Regions from separate parts of the Mus musculus genome. Here region 1 is linked to region 2. Evidence: chromatin contacts called from public Hi-C data. All regions are on one chromosome and are shown on one strand. The core of a region is the stretch at or near the end of the contact, and the rest is flanking DNA. Distances in the headings are between cores, read along the strand shown.

What was found. Hi-C and Micro-C count contacts between places; a contact is called where the count stands out from the background.
Region 1: a contact with region 2 is called in a Hi-C map of bone marrow-derived macrophages, with 31 read pairs. The contact joins two enhancer-like sites. A contact is called at or near these places in 2 of 484 Hi-C or Micro-C datasets (bone marrow-derived macrophages and epidermal suprabasal cells) and 1 of 9 other capture datasets (pancreatic islet).

The regions. Positions count from the first base shown.
Region 1 is chr2:160,300,782-160,308,274 of GRCm38.p6, forward strand. It overlaps Gm46773. Among named protein-coding and RNA genes, the nearest start is that of Gm826, 23 kb to the right of the region's middle. Within about 2 kb of position 3,385, at least 6 of the 459 cell types and tissues checked have an H3K27ac peak or open chromatin away from gene starts, as enhancers often do. A contact at or near this core is called in bone marrow-derived macrophages, where this site is marked.
Region 2 is chr2:160,149,773-160,157,225 of GRCm38.p6, forward strand. It overlaps Gm34741 (a long non-coding RNA gene), which reads right to left. Exons shown (of 5, transcript XR_866916.1): 5 at 5,454-6,855. Among named protein-coding and RNA genes, the nearest start is that of Gm34741, 16 kb to the right of the region's middle. Within about 2 kb of position 2,254, at least 18 of the 459 cell types and tissues checked have an H3K27ac peak or open chromatin away from gene starts, as enhancers often do. A contact at or near this core is called in bone marrow-derived macrophages, where this site is marked.

The DNA.
Region 1 (7,493 bases), core at 2,135-4,634, 150 kb after region 2:
CCTAAAAAGAAACATAATAGAATAAAAGACATAGAGTCCCAATGGTCATAAAGCCTCAATAGATACAGGAAAAAAGTTTTTTACTGAATTCAACATACCTTCATGAGTTGAAAAAAGAAAAAGTAAGGCTAGAAGAATGTGTCTCAATATAACATCCCAAAGCGAATGTACTGCTCAGTGGAGAGGACCAGTCCCTGTTCCCTGAGATCTGGACCACAAGGATGGTCCTCACCGTTGCCAATCACTGCCCTAGAGGTCCAAGGCAAGGACGGTCTTCATCTTAGAAAGAAACAGAACTATCTCTGTTGTTAGATGGCATGATCTTCAACACAGAAAATGCCCAAGAGGCTACTAAAAATAAAACTTAAAACAAAGTAGTTACTTAACAAGGTGGCAGGATACAAGTCTGATATATAAAAGTCTACTTCTATCCACTTCTGTGGAAGAATCTAAAGCATTAAGGCAATTGCAAAATGCTTAGGAATAAGTCAAACAGAAGAAGTACAAACCTTAGACTCTGAAAACCTCTAAGATGTTCAAAGAAAGAAAAGAAGACAGAAGTTGAAGGAAATGGCTCTTGTTTGTGCGTGGAGAGGTAACAACGTGGTTGAGAGGATGACTTACAAATTCAACGATATCTCTATGAGAACTGTTTGTAAAACTCACATGTAATCTCAATGGTCCGACAACCAAATCAGACCTTGAAAAAGGTTAAACTCGTACTTCTCAATGTCAGTGCCAGCTACAAAATAATACTAATCAAGACAGTGTATGTTGGGAGAACAGACATTGAACCAACAGGATGAAGACTGGAGAACTAAACCCATACCTGTGACCAAACAATGGGTAGCTCAATGGATTCAGAATCATCTTTTGAACAAAATGCTAGGATAACTGTATAGCCATGTGGGAAAGAATATAGGGAGACCCTTAATTTAATATAGGTCTGATACTTAAATACAAGGATTAAAACTACAAAAAAAACTATAGGTAAATCTTCATTGCCTGCTACCTGCTACCTGCTAATGACATCTTAGAATTCACATTTAAAACCCCAATGACAAAAGAAAAGATAAATTTTCCTCACCAAAATTGGAAACCTGTATTCTTAGAAGGATCCTATCAAGAAAGTGCAAAGACAATCAGAAAACGGAAGAAAGCATTTGCAGAGAATGCGTCTGAAAAGGGCCTTACACTAGGACTTGCAATTGTGTCTTACCGCCTGACAATAAACTGACTATATAACACAATTAAAAAATCAACAAGCATCAAAATAAGCCTTTCTCCAAGGAAGATAGACAAGTGGCCAATAAACACACGAAGAGATCTGGAACAGCATTAGTCATCAAAGAAATGCAAATCAAAACCACACGAAGCTGCCTCTTGACACCACAAGGACAGCCTAGTTATCAACAAGCAGGAAGCAGTGAAAGTCTGTGCTGAGCTTCAGGGAAGCTGGAACACTCATACCGCACAGGTGGAGATGGAAAATGGCGTCAAAGCTCCTCAAAAATTTTAATGCATAGCTACTGTAAGACCCAGCCAATCCACAGAAATAAATACACTCATTCCACTGGTGTGTGTGTGTGTGTGTGTGTGTGTGTGTGTGTGTGTGTGTGTGTGTGTGTGTGTGTGTGTTTTCCCGGAATATGGAAGCCAGAGGTCAACATCAGGTGTCTTTCTCTGTTGTTCAAATAAAAATCATCAGACAATCAAAAAAATCAGCCTTTCTCCAAAAAAGATACATCCTCTATTACTTTCCAAATCTTTGAGAAAGGTCTCTCACAGAACCTAGATCTTACTCTTTCATCTACACTGGTTGGCCAGGAAGCCCCAGATCTGTCCATCTCCATCTCCCCAGCACAGGTATGTCCGGCATACAGCAACAATCTGGCTTTTATGTGGGTGTTGGAGATCCTAGCTCAGCTCATTCTCAGGCAGCAAGATGCCGAGCCACCTCCCCAATTCCAAAGAATCCAAATTTAACAAAACTATCCCCGAAAAGATTTGGCTGGTGTTTTGGGGGGGATTTTGTTCTTCTTTTTTCTTTTCTTTTTTAAAAATATTTTTAAATGTATTTATGTATGAGTACACACCAGAAGAGGGCATCAGATCCCATTACAGATGGTTGTGAGCCACCTGGGAATTGAACTCAGGACCTCTGAAAGAGCATCCAGTGCTCCTAACCACTGAGCCTTCTCTCCAGCCCCCTGGTTGGCACTTTTTAAACTTTGTAAACATAAAAACAAAATCGTACCTTTTGTTATTGATGTAAAGATTTCAGTAATGAGGCGTGACATTTAGATGAACTTACTGCCCTCACCTTTCAACTGGATGTATATGTGAGAGCCCTCAAGCCACTTCTCTTTGCTTTCTTTTCTATCATTGACTTAAAAGATCTGGTATCTATTCAGGATAACAAACCTTCTGTCATATTTATTATAATTTTTCCAGTTCTGACATTTCTATTTTACTGTTGCTGGTAACATTTTTGAAGACATAGAAATTCCCCCTTTTTAGTACCAGATATGTTTTTCTTATCCTTTAGGGTTTTTTTTTCCCCTACTGCTCTTAGAATGTCTGCCAGCATCTGAAAATCAGTTAAATATTTATCATACATTATTCTGGGGTTTTAATACAATTTTAACTTTTTACCATACTGTGTTAAGTAAAACTTCTACATATCATAACTGCCTAAGGCAAGAAGTGCTTGTGTGTTTAAAAATTAACTATTTAATGTATTTATAATTTAATTTGGGAGTTGATAGAAGGTAGAATTTTAATTTTATTTCATTTCAATATCCATTGGAAAAAGAACTTATTCCCTTCTAAATAGTTAAGTTTTGTTTCATCTTCCTTTACTCCCATGGGTGCTTTACCATAAAATTCAAACATCTTCCATGACATAGCACAGTATATTAATCATTGCATGATGTCATCTTGCCTTAACTATTACACATATAAAATACACTGTAACAATAGTCTTCAGTTTGGAGGGGCAACAGTGCTTGTTCTGACTAATAAAATTCAGAATCACTTTGAAAAATGTAAGTTCCAGACTGTTGAATGTGTAAATTAATACACACACACACACACACACACACGTAAAATCAATTTTTTATAATAAAAAGTTCCAGATCTCTAAAATTTTGAGAAGCTTTCAGAATGAGCACTTCACAGATTATACACCTGCCTTACAGTATGCCAGTCTGTCCATCTTGAGGTTTTGTTTTCCTGGTGGCACCACAGAAATGACCAGCACCTAGTAGGCATTGAATTTATTTTTTTTTTCATTGCTGAAGCAAAATCTCTCACAAAGACAACTTAAGGAAAGAAGGGTTTATGTGGTTGGGATGATGCAATCCATCACGGCAGGAAATGTGGAAGTGGGAGCCTGAGGCAGCCGCTCCCACTATGTCCCCACTCAGGAAGCAGACAGAAGCCAATGCTGGTACTGGACTGGCTCCATTCTAATTTTGCTTTTATTCAGTCTGTGAGGCCCCAGCCCATGGGATGGTGACATCTGCTTCCTGGGTGAGTTGCCCCTCCTCAGTTAAACCTCTGTGGAAAACACACTCATAGGAAAGCCTAGTGGTGTCTCACCTGGATGATTCTAAATCCACTCAACTGGACGTCAGAACCAACCACCACAAGCATATGGACAGTGATCCGCTTTTCCTTTCTTGCCATAGGCACCCTTCCTCCACGATTCCCTAGGTAGACTCCTCTGGGCCAATTATTCTTTTCTTATTGATGTTCTGGATTTGTGTACAGAACAGTGGGCTTTTATTGTGGCATTTTCTGTATCATCACACCCTGTCTTTGCTCACTCCTCTTCCAGTCCCCCTGCGCCATGCTCCCCTCAGCAAGTTCTTCACCCTCATCTTAACAGACCTACCTTCTACCTCTTTATAAAATAAATTCGACCACCTTTTCTTTCCCTCCCGCATTTAAGATTCGCCCTTCCCCTCTCATGATCTACACACACACTTACAAATGCAGATATATATAATTTTAAGCACGCCTTTAATCCCAGCACTCGGGAAGCAGAGACAGGCAGATTTCTGAGTTCGAGGCCACCCTGGTCTACAAAGTGAGTTCCAGGACAGCCAGGGCTATACAGAGAAACCCTGTCTCAAAAAAAAAAAAAAAAAAAAAAAAAGAATCATTTCTGTATCTGAAAGGAAAACATACATTTGTTTTTCTATCTCTGCCCTTCTCACTTCACCATCATTTTCAATTCTACCCACTACCGTGTAAATCCTGTATTTCTGCTATATACCTGACTAAATAAAATTCCACTGTATATACACATCACATATTTGATATTCGTTCATCTGTGGACCTCTGGGATGGCTCTACATCTACTTGAATGGCGCAGTAAGAGCTAAGGATGAGCAAGTATCTCTGTTTTATTGACTAAAAGTCCTCTGGGTGCACAGCCAGGGGTGAAACAGCTGGGTCATAGTGGTTCTATTTTTGGTTTTGTAAGAAGCCCCATGCTAACTTGCATAGGGGCTATACCAATGACATTCTCATCTGCATAAAAGTCCCTCTCTACCCACATCCTTGCTTGCATTAGTTGTCATTATTTTTCTTGAAGATTGCCATTCTGAAGTGTGATACTGAGTCACAACGCAGTTCTTATTTGAATTTTTTCATGGCTAAAGATGTTGAGCATTTTTAAATATTTGTTGGTCATTTGAATTCCTTCCTTTGAGAGCTACCTGCTCAGTTCACTAACCCACTGACTGGTTGGATCACTTTAAGTTTTTGGTGTTTAATTTCTGAAGTTCTTTCTAATTCTAGATATTAATAGCCTAATAATGTGTAGTTGGCAATTATACCCTTCCCACTCTATAAACCATCTCTTCACTCTGTGGTTGTTTCGGAAATAAATGGTCAATGTGTCTACAATACAAAGTCTATCCAGAAATGAGGGATTCTGTTCCCAGGTGAGAAATATTCAGCAGTAGTGATGTCAGAGCTCCAAAGTCTTCCTTCAATCCTGGTTATCATATCTTTGTTATCACCAAGTCTAACTAAGATCCAGAAAATATCCAGCCACCTGACTCTATTCACCCACTTCTGGCTCAACAGCCCTAACCAGCAACAAATTAAATGCTGACTGTGGGATTTCTATGAAAGATGGAAAATCACCCTTAAAAACTACTAATAATATGTGTGTGTCTCTGTGCATTTAGTGATGAGACCATTTAAACAGGTGATGGCTTCCATTACTGTGAACACCATGACCAGAAGCAAGCTGAGAGGAAAGGGTTACTTGCCTTCTGTTTCCCAGGTCACAGTCCACCATAAAGGGGGATCAGGGAAAGAACTAAAGGCAGAAAGCTGGTATCCAGAAGTGAAGCAGAGGCCATGGAGCACCACTGCTTACTAGCTTGTTCTCCAGGCTCATGGTCAGTCTTATACCTCCCAGAACCACCTGGCCAGTGGGTTCCCGGCAATGCCCCCATTGGGTTGGGCCCTCCCACATCAATCATTAATTTAAAAATTACTCCCACTAAGTTGTCTATATGCCAATCTGACAGAGGCATTTTCTCAATTAGGTTCCTCTTCCCACATGACCCTAGTTTGTGTCAAGTGGAAAAAACTAACCAGCACCAGTACTCTGAGATCCAACTTTGATGAGTCTTGGCTCCTAAACATGCTTTGGCAATCATATGTCATCAATTGGGCCATTCATTTATTTAGTAAATATCACACAAATCTACAAAAACATAAGCTTTTCTACTCTAGATGACTGGTGTCCCCAGTGCACAGGACAGAGCTTAGTGTAGACACTCAATGAGGGCCAACATGGTGGCTCAGCTGGTAAAGGGACTCACTGCCAAGTCTGATGACCCAACTCTAATCCTCAGGATATTCATGGTAGAAGAAAGGAACCAACTCTAGTGACAATCACACACATGTCAAGGCATGTGCAAGCATGATATCTATTTATGAAGAGGGATATATAATTCATTGTTTTTCTAGTTCCAAATTGTCATTTTTTTAACCTGGATAATGGGTAAACACATATACAAAATGTCCTTGATACTGAAGGTAAAATGTAATATGAAGCTTTAGAACTTCCATTCCAAATGCCCAGTCTAACTATAGTTTATTGAATAGTACAGACTTTCAGTCTGCTTAATTTTGGTCTATGGTGGGATTATTTATTTATTTATTTATTTGCAAGCTTTTTTTGTAATAAAGTTTATGCATTTTAAAGCTTGACTATTTAAATAACCATGGTTTTTAAAAACTTTAACTGTCTGAAGAGGTAGTTCTGTGGTAGAGGGCACATGCTGTTCTTGTAAAGAATAGTTCAGGTCCCAGAACCCACGTGGTGGTTCACCACCAATTATAACTTCAGTTCCAGGAGATCTGGCATGTTCATCTGGCCTCCATGGATACCCGGGACACATGTGCATATCCATATATGTGAGCAGACGCTCAAGCACATAGAAACAAATAAATCTTTATAGCATTTTTGAGTGAAAATACCCAATGAGAAGGACTGGACTTGCAGATAAGCAAGCTCACTGCTTGCACTGAACTCCCCAAGAGAGAGATGGTTGGCGGCTACTAACTGGAAATCACGTTTGCTCTGGTAATACCAATATTTTGACCAAAGGAGCAAATTGCAATCTGTCCAGAAGATATACACTTAGAATCAGAACTATCAAAAACTAGAGAGTCAGCAACTGTTGGGATACACATTGTATACCACCAACAAATGGAAGCAGTCGCTTGGTTTGGTCTATTTCCAACCCCAGAATAGTGACTGAATTGACTGGTCCCAACAAGAAGAGGGGTTCAAATACTGCTGACCCTCCCAATTCTCTTCTTGCGCCTTCTAAGAGAGAGCAAGCGCCTGGCAGAGACCAACAATGTTGTGGACTGGAATCAAGGCAAGCATGAGTTAAGGTTGATTAGAACCCATGTCTGCTCTCTAAATCCACAAAGAAACAGATTCTACCCTTTTCAAGTCCTTGCTCTTTCCCCAAAATGATACTTTCTTGTAGGAGAACTGAGGCTTAGTGGGGCTCTAAGAACATTTTCTTTATTTTCTCTTGCAAAATAGCACAGGTCCATAGAAGCAAGTTTACTACAGTAACCCTGGTTCAGTCAAAAGCAGATGTCAGCTGACTACACCAATGGATGAAAGCATGCCAGAGGTAAGCAATGCACAGGATTCATGTTTGATGGCTCACTGAAAAATGCAAAACTTGAAACACCTTCTCTTAGTTCTTTTTTTTTTTTTTTTTTTTTTTTTTTTTTTTTTTTTTTTTTTTTGGTTTTTCGAAACAGGATTTCTCTGTATAGCCCTGGCTGTCCTGGAACTCACTTTGTAGACCAGGCTGGCCTCGAACTCAGAAATCTGCCTGTCTCTGCCTCCCGAGTGCTGGGATTAAAGGCGTGCGCCACCACGCCCGGCTCAGGTCTTAGTTCTTAAACTCTGGATCTCATATCTCCATGCTCCCGCT
Region 2 (7,453 bases), core at 1,004-3,503:
CACCCTGTCCCAGCTTCCAGAAGTATATGATCTTATTTGGGGGAGGGCAAAAGCTCTGTTTTTGCAGTTGGGATAAAGTCCAGCATATTGAGATGAGACCATCATAAATTATCCACTTGAGTCTAACATCACAAAATACCTCCAGAGGAGAGACTCAGAAATAAATAAAGGCCGTGTGGAAACAGGCAGTTTGGAGTGATACAGCCCATGAGAGATGTAGACAATCCCTTGAGACTACAAGAAGCAATAATGGACCTTCTTCTGGGGCCATCAGTGAATACTGTTCTGCTCAAAACTTGACTCCACACTTCCGTGCTCCAGAACTATGAGAGAGAGTAAATTGCTACTATTGTATGCCAAGCCTGTGCTTGTTTGCTATGACAGCCATAGGACACACATAGGTGACCTTGTCTGTATGGCCCCTGGCTTTTCATAAGGTGGACAGTCACTGTAACTTGTTCCTCAGGACCTCAGGAAACAGGGAGGTATGTTGATGCTACCTTACCAGCTCAGAAACATAGGCACAATGCAGTAACTTGACTTGTCAGTGGAAGCAAAGCTGAGGGGTGGTGAGCAGATGACTCAAGCCCATCTCTGGCTCATTCCCAAGTCTATGATCCTCACTAAGATCACTGAAGCCTGAGGAAAAAGACAGCTGATTGCTTGTTGGAGCAGGTTTTTATTCTACAGCTTGGACTGCTCTATCTATTAGGAGGAGGAGGGGGAGAAGGAGGAAGAGGAGGAGGAGGAGGAAGAAAAGGAGGAAGAGGAGGAGGAAGAGGAGGAAGGAGAAGGAGAAGGAGAAGGAGAAGGAGGAGGAGGAGAAGGAGAAGGAGAAGGAGAAGGAGAAGGAGAAGGAGAAGGAGAAGGAGAAGGAGAAGGAGAAGGAGAAGGAGAAGGAGAAGGAGAAGGAGAAGGAGAAGGAGAAGAAGAAGAAGAAGAAGAAGAAGAAGAAGAAGAAGAAGAAGAAGAAGAAGAAGAAGAAGAAGAAGAAGAAGAAAAGAAGAAGAAGAAGAAGAAGAAGAAGAAGAAGAAGAAGAAGAAGAAGAAGAAGAAGAAAAGAAGAAGAAGAAGAAGAAGAAGAAGAAGAAGAAGAAGAAGAAGAAGAAGAAGAAGAAGAAGAAGAAGAAGAAGAAGAAGAAGAAGAAGAAGAAGAAGAAGAAGAAGAAGAAGAAGAAGAAGAAGAAGAAGAAGAAGAAGAAGAAGAAACCAGAGCTAGGAAAGGACATTTCTTCAATGACACATTTGCTTATGCCTCTATGTGGAAAAAAAAGAGGTGAGATGAATTGGAAGGAATATATTACCCCACAGAACAAGTCCTAGGGTAGAATTGAGTCTGAATTTTCCTGAACCAACAACACAGTATCCATTGGTTTCTGCTGCAGAAGCAGACAGGTGCTCTCTCCCAGAAGTTTCATAAAGAGCCCTGAAAAAAAAAATCAAAGCCAACCAGTTCCCTCCATGCCTTTGAAGCCCAAGTCAGGCCAAGCTACCTACACAGCCCTGGCCTGGCCTGTTGGAGCCTGTTCTCTTTGTGCATACTCCCTCTAGAGCCTAAAGAGGCTATTGTATTTAATTATTTATGTGGACAACATGTGACATAGATTCAACTGAAAAAAAATTGTAAGCATCTCCTTCTTGCCTCCAGAACATCCTGAGAGCAATAAACTTCAGTTTCCCTCTAAGGGATCCATACATAGGGCTGTAGGACTAAGTAAACCTGTGCTTCTTTTATACAAATAAGACTTATGCCCTTCATACATCATTCTAGATCTTTTTCTGTCTGCTTCAGCTTAAGAACTTTGCCCTAAGATTGGGAATGTCTATAACATCTGTCAAAGCATCTTTCCACATAGGCTAAATGTACATCTCTAGCTAGACCTTCACAGAGCTACCACTGGGACATTTCCAAAACTGCCCTGCTAAAACCAGTTTGTGATTGCGATGCTGTACAGTGACCGCCACACGCGTGTAAAGGGTGCCTGTCCGAGCAAGTCCTGGAGGAGTATTTCACGCTGCACTCAGAACCTGCATTCTAAAACATTTTTTAAGCTGTGAAATTGCCTGCACGAAGCTTGTAGGAATGGATCCCCCACCCAGGAGTCAGGCCCTGTTTGCCTTGACAGTGTTATCAAGCCTCTTACCTTTGTAACAATAAACATACGAATGTCATGAAAGATCTGGTGACTTGATAGAAGGGTGTGTGTGTGTGTGTGTGTGTGTGTGTGTGTGTAAACCACTGAGTCATGCATCTAATTTTAGCATACTTAAAATCCTTCAGTGCATGCATGCTATAGCTCAGGAACCCTGAAAACAAAACAATATGAAAAGAAAGCATGAAGCTAAGATTAAGGGGTGCTAGGATCTCCTTCTTATAGTGGTCTTGAAATGCTCTGTTGAAATCTAAAGGCAGAATGGAGCTCCCACGCAGGAGCCAAACACGTGGAGAAGGGCCTTCAGACACAAGGAAGAACAGTCTAAGGACAGGGAAGAACTCTGGCTTACTTGGGGAAGTGAAAACAGCAAGCTATGGGGACTGCCTCAGAGGAGTTGGGAAGGTTATCAGAGGCCAGATCAAACAGAGCCTATTGGGCAAGAGGCTTGAGTTATTTTTCTCATTGAAATGGGAAGCCATTGAAGGACCGAGCACATGAGAGGCATGATACATTATACTTGCTTTCTTTTGTCACACAGCTGCTATATGGAAGTTAATTTTAGGGGCCAAGAATGGAAGCTTGAAGGCAAGGTAGAAGATTGTTCCATTTTTAAATACAGCCATGGGTCCCGAGTGATAATAAAAAAAAAAAAATGGTTAGCTATTGACTTCCTGCTTCAGCCAAGTGAGCCAAATAGGTAGTGCCAAGCACCAGTGTGGTAATCCTTGGTAGGTCTAAGCTGAGGTTATGGTCTTCTCTTAATCATATTAAGTTGTAGATGTCTAAGAAGTGGGAAACATCAAACTGGAACCAGCCCGGAAAGAATAGTTAGTGAGCTGTGAAATGCCTGTCTCCAAGCATTTGCCCATGAGCCCAAACCACATCACTCAGGCACAAGCATTTATGGGTATTGTCTTTGTGCAGCTATGGAGTGAGAAGCTCTCTGTTTCATGGCTAAAGTCTTCTCCCCAGCGTGACTGCAAGCTCTTCAAAGGAAGAGATTAACTAACAAGCCTCCAAAACCAGAGCTCCCCAAAGGGGTACGCAGATAAATTGATGGCTCTGGTCAGACTTTGCTCATCAGTTATATGATCTCAGAGTAGAGTCCAGTGCGAGCAACCTGGGCCCAGCCATTGGCAAGGGGAGAGGAGAAAGTCCAACTAACTGCTCACTTTGTTGGGGGGTCATAGGAACAGAGCCACAACTTCCAACATGTAGATAGCCAAATGCAGAAGGGGACATTGTTGATGGTGGCAGATCTTATGTTACCTTCACCAAATGATTGGTCTCATACAGCTCCTTCTTTGTCAAACCTCCACTGCCACCTCATAACACCAGGCCCACAACTTCACCATCCAACTCTTTGCCTAAAAGGGCCAGTTCACATTCACAAGGAAAGCACACGGGGATGCCAAGACATATCAATGCTCAGGGGAATAAAATGGAATGTTCTTTTCCACTTGTGAAATAGTTTTTTGAAGATTAATAGTATCCAATGTTTAAATTAGAAAAGACTACACCTTAGTCTGTCAACCAAACTGTAAGCGGTGACCGACCAGCATTTAAAAGGCTGATGCTCTTTGCCTCTAGTCCGACAACCTCCAGGATTCATTCTCATCTAAGTGTCTGGACAAATATATACATATAAAGCATGCCAGCTCCCAAACTGGCCATGATGGCACTCAGCTGTACTCTTAGCACTAGGGAGGTGGAGGAAAGATTAGAAGGTCAAGGTCACCCCCAGGCTCCTTTGAGGATTCTAGAACAGCCAAGACACATGAGACCTTGTTTCTAAAAAGAAGAGAAAAGCATGCTTACAGCAGATTCATTTGTCATAGCAAAACTAGGAGATAATTTAAGTGCCATGTGCCTTGTCCATGCCCCACCCCCACCCTCACCTCCACCCCCACCCCAGCACGGCTAAGTCATTCCCAGCACGTTACAACAGTTCTTTGAAGCTGCTACAGTGATGGGGTGTTGCAGGGACTGATTTGTTAAGATGTGTGCGCAGTGTTGTTAAAGCCAAGATAAAGTTGTAAAATAGGATAATATGATCCCAATTTTGGCAAAAATCCAGACAGTAATAAAGAGCGAAATCTGATACACTCATCTTTTCTGCTCAGGGTGGTTCCTCCCACCCTTTAGTGGGAGGGAGAGCCTCAACCGATAAGAATGGCTTTCACTTTTTACATAGTACATGACTGTATGGTTCACATATTTTCCGTAAAACTATGTTATTTTTGAAATTAAAAGAAGCCATACATAATACAAAATAATACGTTACAAAAAAATTGAAAGGCCTCAGGGCAAAAGGTTACCAGAGGTGATTGCTGCTAATAATTCAAGAAAAAATTTAGCCCCAAAGAATATTGAAAGGTTCTTCCCCACGATCCGAGAAGATGATTCGGGTCAGAGTAGAGAGAGGGAGGGAAAAAGAAGCCTTGGCAGCAGACCTCAAGTGCAGTGGAGTCCGCATAGTGCACCTTCCAGGAATGTGTTTGTGCAGGGAATTAGTGAAGGAACCCTGTCCTAAGAACTGAGATCAAAATATGAACAGACTATAGGAGAGTCTCTGGAGTGCTCAGGACCACCCGTCTCCTGGCACCCAGTGTCTGGCTATCACAAAGCACAAGCCTGGTACCTGGGATGCTGTCAAACATAGCCCTGCTCAAGTGACCTGCTGGGAGCAGCCACCAAAAGCAAGTGTAAGGCAACAGTCTTAGGGAAGAAATGAACCCCAAGTACGGGACTTCAGACCTAGCGTTGGTTCTGCCTCTTGTTCTCATGACTGAGTATTAGAAAGAGGAGATGAGGACTGAGGGAGTGTGGGGTGCTGGTCATGTTCATTGCCTTGATTTGGGACGCTAGTTCCAAAAGTGTGTTCAGTTTGTGAAGATCCACCAGCAGTTATACACTTAGGGTGTGTGCATATGTGTTTACATTCCTCAATGAAAATTACTTATAAAATCAAAATGTGAAGATCTATATCAGTTTTTAAATATTAGTATTAGGAGGGAGAAGCCTCTGAAGCCAAAAAGAACAAAATGGGCATGATTTGGGTATCCTGGGGGAATCACAGATTTCATCCCAGCATCGGCGGAGGCCACATCAATGGTGTTGCCATGAGTCACACTGTAAATACCAAGGAGTTATGGATGGACTGTGTATTCAGAAACAGAAGAATTGACATGCTGGAAATTTGGAATATATAGTTGATGTTAACAGAAAACTTTCTGACAAAATGCACACAAAACTGAATGCCATGGTTAACCCTGGGTGTCTCATTTTCAAGTTTTTAATTAATTTATTTATTTGACATTTGATCATTTCCATAACCAACAAGTTTTAAATTATAACTTTTAAAAGCCCTTTAATCCTCTTGCCTGCTGACAAATCCTTAAAATTCTTTAACATAATGACTTTTTTCCTTGCAACATTTTCTCTGACCTCTTTCTACAGATAGTTTTTCAGAGGGCTCCGTCCCAGAATTACTTGAGTAGATGAGTAAGTATCTTCATCCTTGGACAGCCCCTCCAGACTTGCTGAAATCCAATATTTAGTATCTATGAGTCTGTATTGTAAGGCAATTAGTTCCCTTGCTCTTTGCAGCTGGACAGTTTCAGGTGCAATGGTCAATGTGTCTCTCTTCTTAGCACCCTGGCTTCCTTTATCCATTTATCCTATAGGGGGTTATTTGATTTTATGTTTGTCCCCTTTACTAGATTTTTAAGCCCTGGAGGCCATTCAATATTTCCAGTTCAACATAGGACCGATGACACAGGCGTCCAAAAACCATGTTAAATAAATGCAGGAACCAATCTTGATCATCACACGGCTCTTGGATTCCCGAGAATGAAATTTCTATGGTGGGCACAGTTGCAGACACATACAGCTGGTTCTCAATTCAGGTATATTTGTATCACTCTGAGGAGCTCAAGCTTAGAATCCTAGGCAGCTTTGAGTGGAGATGAGCCAGGCTTGGCCAGACAATAGGGAAAACCCAAAAGCTAGTAGAACCAGCTGGAGAAGGAATGACCCAGTAACCCAGATTATGGAGTTTGTTTTCCATGAGCCGAGAGCTCTTTCCATTAACCTTAAAGGAACCGTGGCATAAGTCATAAGCTCTCTGGTTCCGAAGATCAAGGACTCCTAAGGCCCAGAAGTTCAAAACCTCACAGCAATATAGAAGAGGTTTTACAACTATGTGGTGCAGGACCAGCCAAGACCTGGATTCAACTTGTTTGGGTGTTTGTTGTGGTTGGTAGTTGTTGCTCCTTTGAGCTTCAGTGGCCACATCTGTAAACAGGGGAGAGCAATAGTGCCCGGCTCAAAGAGTCTGTGTGTCAGGTGAAGTGGTTCGTGGAGTAAATACACACAATGTGCTTCTGTGTGGCAGTACTGTTTGGGAGTGGTAGAAAGCCAGCAGGCCTGTCCTCAGGGGATCAATTCACATAAGGTAGAGTCCAGAGCACAAAGCCATTGCTCCAGTTGGTCAAAGGAGGCTCTACAGAGAGTCCTAGATTTCATTGGTTAAAGAAAAAAAAAAACCTTCAAATACGGCAACAAGAACACATGAATAGTAAAAGTCTCACACACGAGGCCTCCTCAGTTGCAGCCACACTCTACTGTGCTAGGTCACTGTGCTAGGGCACGGTGGTGGTAGGGCCTCTCAAGGTCTTCAAGTCCAGAGAAACAGGAGCTATGTAAACAAAGATCCGTGGGAGGACAGAGCCGATGCCAAAATGTGTGTCCCCAACCACAGTGTGGGCTCAGCGGAACCCACTGGCTCTGTTTCTTGGAAGGAAGTAGCTCTCTTTGGCCAGAAGAAAACAAACTTAAGCAGGAAAGCACTTCAGGATTCAGTGGGCAACCCAGGGCCCTTGAGTGGGGTCAGAGTACGTCAACTGTTACCTATCTTTTACACTCAGCCCAAGTGTGGGGAGGAAGCCTCCTGAAAGTGAGCATGGAGTGTGTGTGTGTGTGTGTGTGTGTGTGTGTGTGTGTGTGTGTGTCTGTGTGTCTGTGTGTCTGTGTGTCTGTGTGTCTGTGTGTGTGTCTGTCCCTGGTATCTGTAGATGTTCACATTTTCTCTGTATATTTGTATATGCCTATACACACGTATCCATAAGTATGTATGTCCCCTGTGTGAGTTGGAGACTTCTTATGTCTGTGTGTATGGCAGAAGGCATGAGTTTCTAAGTACATTCCTCAGAAGAAGGAAGGCTCATCTTCCTTTGCTTGTATAAGTGTGCTTGGATAACTCAGCGCCCCTGCTTGGTGAGTAAGAGAGGAGATGG